2 separate regions of the Arachis hypogaea genome follow, and region 1 is linked to region 2. A link is a contact called in public Hi-C data. All regions are on one chromosome and are shown on one strand. The core of a region is the stretch at or near the end of the contact, and the rest is flanking DNA. Distances in the headings are between cores, read along the strand shown.

Region 1 (3,182 bases), core at 84-2,583, 410 kb after region 2:
ATATTGACTATTATAGTAGACACTGTGAAAGAGGTCAACAATCATTTTATTTTATGCCTGTTATTTTTAGAGAAAAAAAATTATATCTTAATTCAGATTCAATTTATATAGATGACAAGAATATAAAATATCAATTAGATCTATTTGGCTCAAAATTATTGAAGACTTTAACTTCTTTTAATTTGTCTCCACACAAACTAATACTTAAGTTTAATGTCCCGGTGATATTACTAATGAGAATTTTTATAATAATACAAAACTACAAGTTAAAAAATTTTAAAAAGTCATTTTGCTTTCTAAGGATGAAGATAGTACCAATAAATGAAATCATCCCATAAATTTTAACAAAGACAATTTCATATAATAATATATTTTGTCATCATAATAAATAAGTCTTGAGAACAAAATCATACCTCATATTGGATTGTATTTTCCATATGGCATTTTATGATGACCAACTTTCAAAAATTAAGAGTAACAATAACTTAAAAGTTTTGCCAAGGAATTATTATGAGATATCTATAAATTCAATCATCAATGTTGTTTATAGATATGTCTTTGAAAAGATAAGATCTTAACATAAGTATTTCAATTTTATTTTAAATTATACAGAACTATCGATGAATAATTTTTTTTATTTTTTTATTATAGAAGTGCTAGTTATTAATGAAAGAAAAAGTTTAACTAATATGTATCTTAAGAGAACAAATTAAGATTATTATTAGTAAAATTTTTTTAAATTTTTATTTTAATAAATATAAAATAATTATATTGACGAAAAGAGCAGAATTTTATTATAGTCAATAACAACATATACTTTAGCCCACACGTTTAAATATTAATGGCTAATTGATTGCGAAAAATAATCAATTTTAATGATTTTCTAATATTTTTTTTATAATAAATTTTTTTTGTTAGTAACTTTAATATATGCGTACTGCGTAGGATACATGTTAACTAAAAAAAACCAATTTGAAGTGTAAAATTACTAAAAGAAAAGATGTCCTAAAAAGGCAATTTTAAGTGTAAAATTATTGAAAGAGATGTCCTTCATCAAATAATTTGATTTGAGGGATCAACTTCTCCCACTAAAGGGAAAGAAATACAAATTAGGAATTTGAAGAATTGGTCCGAAACTTCCATGGTGGAATGCTATATTGCCTATATATATGTCTCCATATGGTTGGCATGGCAACTTTGGATATTGGAGATACATATTTGACGCTATGCTTTTTCACTCGAATTATTATTATTCACTGTTTGCAACGGGACTTCATCCGGGACCATCATCACAATAATTGATATTCCATCAGCTTAGTTGGAAACAAGACAGTGTATAAAAAATAAACAAAAGGCGTGAAAGTCTAAAGTAACGACAACAATGTTGATCATTTCGTAAACCCCAAAGGCTATTCTTTGGGACAGAACTCCATCGACTGTTAAAAATAAAATAAAATAAAATAAAATAAAAATAATCTTCATATGATGGATATAATAAGCAGATAGATAATACTATTTCTATTGGGTAGTTTAACAAGCGATTCTAGTATCTTTTACAATAACAATAATAATAATAATAATAATAATAATAATAATAATAATAATAATAATAATATGTCTCTAAAATGATCAATTTTAAAAAAAATTGATACATTTATTATACATTTATAATGTATCTTTAGAATATATGATAATAAATCCGAATAATAATAATTACACATAAATTTAATTTGCGAAATTTTCACTGCCACCGTTGAAGCCAAACCTTTAGTAGATCCTAAATTACAGGAGTCACCAAAAAAAAAATTCCTAAATTACAGGAGAATTGTGAAATTTGACACTAACACTACTAGTCTACTACTAGGCATTCTCTCCTTGGAAAAATTCCCAGATTCCAGTTTCATTAACATTTGGGAAATTGAGGAAAGTTGACTGGGGAAGGGTGTTCATTAAATAAGCAAAGTATCAAGTTTCAAAGTTTCCATATGAATCCATTACAAGTTTGATTTAAGGTTCTTTTGAAAAATTTTAGAAGTTATTTTTTTGAACTTTTAACTTATGAAAAATAGTAACATTAATGTCTGATTATCTGATATAATTTTTTAAGAAACTATTTAAGTACTTATAAATAAGTTAAACAAAATGACCTCTCTCATAATAAAATTTTTTTTATTATATTTCTTTTAAAAAAATTACTTTTAGAACTAAAAAATTAAATACAAAATAACTTATTTATAAATTATTTTTAATATAAATATTTATTATTTAAACTATTTTTTTTTTAAAAAATTAATTAAGTTGTATATCCACTTCATTTTGCATTTGATAAATAAAAAACTCATGTACTTATATTTGCAATTTTTAAAAATTAAAGATATTTTTTAGAACACCTAAGAAAAAACATTTTAAAATTAACTTATACTTATCTAAATTAAAATATCTAATATAACTTCATATATTAATTAATATTCAAATTTAATTCTTACATTAATATTTATATAATATTTTTAAATTTTAAAAATTATTTTATTAAACACACTTTTACTTATGTTTATTAAAAATTATTTTTAATTTAATTTACCAAACACAAATACTACAACTTTTAAAAAATAAAGACTTTATCAAACTAAACCTTAAGAGGTGCTCAACAATTCTTCTAATCCCCAAAGAAAGTAAAAAAATTTAGGTTTTAACTAACCCTTGTAACAATTTTAAAATTACTATTAGTAAAAATTTTAAACGATCTATTTTAATAGATACACGACAATTATATTGAAAATCAAACTTTACACAATTTTTTATAATAAATTTGAGTATATATCCAAATAAATCTCTAAAAAATTTTAAATCAGACATTTTCATTCCCAAAATTCTTATTAAGTTGAGGTCCTAAACTTTATAAAAATAAAACATATAAATCCTTCTATCACATTTTTTAAAAACCTATTTATTCAAGTGAAAACAACAGAATTGACTAAAATAAAGACTTATATGTTTTATTTTTGTAAAATTCAGGAACCACAACATAATAAAATTTTCTCAAAGACAAAAACGTCCAATGTAAAATTCTTTAAGAACCTATTTAGGTATATACTCTAAATTTTTTATTCCTAAAAACACATGGTGACTAAACCCAAAAATTTAAATGCATTAATATCTTTAAATTTACACTAAAATTCACT
Region 2 (2,945 bases), core at 415-2,914:
TATCCCAAAAAGAAAATGATTATTAGGAATTTTAATAAACTAAAATGAAAGTGTTTATGATATTATAAAAATTAAAAGTATGAATAATTTTTAATGTTTACGTTAATTAATTTAATTGATAGTTGGTCATTTTTATTAAAATTAATTATTTTTTAAGGATTTTTTTGTTAATAATATTTTTAATTTTTTTTTTAGTGATTAAATCTTTTAGATACTAAATTGGTAGTTATCTCTAAAAGAAAACATCGTTTCATTGTAATTTTATGGCGTACCAATAATAATATGGTCCATGCATATACCTTCCATTAGAAGTCAAAAAGTCTTTCAGTCTTGGGGAAGATACAGCATGACAACCCTTTCTTTGTCCCTCTCCAAACGTTAGATGCCAAACGGACTATATTTAATGATAGGGGATAATGCCGTTATCAATTGTGGTGGCATAGATCATGGAACTTGAAGCACCCACCCTTAAGAGGGTGCACGAGGGTCTCCACCTTGAAATTAAAAATCAGAATTTTCGGATTATTTTCTTACTTGAACAGCTACTCACCCAAACCATATATTACTATAAGCACTTTTGAAAAATTATCATAGCTCAGTTTCTACACCGAGTCAAAATTAAAGAGTGAGCTATTAATTTGGTCTTTATCGATTTTTTCAGAATAATAACGTGATATCTTAAAATAAAAATGATTAATTTCGATTCTTATCTTCTATTTTTGTAACACAATATAAATTTTATGGGTATTTTTCTGTCAACTATGAACAAAAAAAATTGATGTGTCAAGTTTAAGAATAATGGTCTCAAAATTTAAATTGATTAGAAGTATATTTGTTCTTATTCTTTAAACAATATTTTTTTAAATTATTTTTTTATTCATTATATTAATATTCTTTTTTTAATAAATTATTGAATATATGGTATAATAAATACAAATTAATTAATAAATTATTCAAATTTAAAATATTATTTATTATGAAACTAAGTAAATAATTCTCAAACATAATTTTTAAATATATAAATATAAATAATAAACATTAAAATCAGTTAATACATTAATAATAATATTATTAATGCATTAACTGATTTTAATGTTTATTATTTATATATTTAAAAAATATATTTGAGAATTATTTACTTAGTTTCGTAATAAATAATATTTTTAAATTTAAATAATTTATTAATTGATTTATACTTATTATACTATATATTTAATAATTTATTAAAAAATATTAATATAATAAATAAAAAATAATTTAAAAAAATAATATTTAAAAAATAAAGATAAATAAATTTTTAATTAATTTAAATTTAAAGACAGTTAATTTTTTATTCAATTTTTGAACCTAACATGTTAATATTTTTTGTTTAAAGTTAAAATACTCATAAAGATCATATTGTGTCATAAAAATAAAAGAGCAATATTAGGTCAGCAACTTTTGTGATTGGTAGCCATCAAATAGTCATTAATGATAATTTAATGATGTAAGATTGGTGTGAGATTTTATCTAATGATTCACCTTTCTCTGCTGATTACATGCTGGACAAAATTTAACAAAACTGCTGGAGTGCTGCCCTAGACTTTTCCAAAATAAAAAACAGAAATCGAAATAAATTATTTTTAATTTTTTATCTTAAAAAATCATATTGTAGAGACTTGATAGTTTACTCCAAAATTAAACTTGAAGCAAGGGGAAAGTAAGAGAGAGTGGCACTCCACATATTAGAGAGAAAGAGAAACAAGACGAAGGAGGAAGAGGTCGTTGAAAAATGACGGTAAAGATTTACGCATAGACTTTTGGGGATCGTTCCGTTACTTAACCTTCCCCGCTTCTCTACCTGTCTGTCCCTGCAATCTAGGCGCTAGGGTTCATCGAATATCCTGTTTTTCTCCCATTCGATTCCTTTCGTTTCCCTTTCGCTATTCCATTCTCGCTCTCTTTCTCTTCCACCTCGATCTCTTCATTTCAGGTGCCTTACTGCTTCCTCACTCTTTCTTCAATTGGTTTCTCTTTTGTGCGGATTTCTAAGTGTTTTCAAATTATTGGCGCTGATTCAGGTGCTGATTTAGGTGCTTGATTTGAACGAAATCCGCCATGACGATTGCCGATTCGGTTTTTCCGATGGACAATGGCGGCAGCTGCGTCCCGCTCCCTCCGGAGGAGGAGAATCGGATCGTGTCGGAGTTGATCAAGGAATCGGAGCTTAATTTGAGAGAAGGCAACTTGTACTACGTTATTTCCAATAGGTCTTAATCTCATCTTTCTTTCTTTCTTTTGGTAATTTTCATTGAATCTTTTGCTTAGCTGCCTGTTACTATTTGAATAGGGTTATCTTGTGGGGGAAAGGACTGATACTGGTTGGATTGTTACACACTTATTATACTCTTGGCCTCGGGGATTTTGGTTACACTTAATTGAGTTACTTCACTAGCATGGAGGGTGAATGGATCTTGTGTTGTGACCATGTTTGGTTTCCTGTTTGGGAAATTATAGAACTAGGGTATGGTGTAGTATAAAGCTAGTGGTTTTGTAGTTCTAAACGGAAATCCGAACAGTATTGCTTTTTGCTTTCATGTCCTTTTTATGTTTACTCACCCTAAAAGCTGTTGTTATTGTTGTTGTTTCTTTTTTATTGCTTTTTTCCATTGACATTCATATGGTGTTTTTCCGCACATATAATTTATGTGTATGGAGGGTTTTATCAATGCTACCGAACATTATCGACTGACTTTGAACTATGGTAATACGGTGATGCTATATGACCAAGTCATTTTGGTAACTAAGTTCAACCAAGTTGGTCCAATAGCTTGAGGATTGATAACCAGAAATTTTAGTTGAAGTAAAAGGAAGAGAAGGAGGAGAGGCATAAGAAGAAGAAAGACTAGGTTGAACTTGGTTACAAAAATAACTTGTTCACTTAGCATTTCTCAGTCACATCGTTT

The links. A called contact is a pair of places that touch in the nucleus more often than the background predicts.
Region 1: a contact with region 2 is called in a Hi-C map of leaf, with 2.2 times the contacts expected there. The contact joins the enhancer-like site here to the promoter of LOC112776184 in region 2. A contact is called at or near these places in 3 of 8 Hi-C or Micro-C datasets (leaf and an unstated tissue).

What each region holds. Positions count from the first base shown.
Region 1 is chr19:98,027,247-98,030,428 of arahy.Tifrunner.gnm2.J5K5, reverse strand. No RefSeq gene overlaps it. Among protein-coding and RNA genes, the nearest start is that of LOC112775138, 5.4 kb to the left of the region's middle. Within about 2 kb of position 1,333, at least 2 of the 3 cell types and tissues checked have open chromatin away from gene starts, as enhancers often do.
Region 2 is chr19:98,439,684-98,442,628 of arahy.Tifrunner.gnm2.J5K5, reverse strand. LOC112776184 (ubiquitin carboxyl-terminal hydrolase 10) reads left to right here and starts at 1,664. Exons shown (of 14, transcript XM_025820231.3): 1 at 1,664-1,972; 2 at 2,061-2,249. The coding sequence starts at 2,098.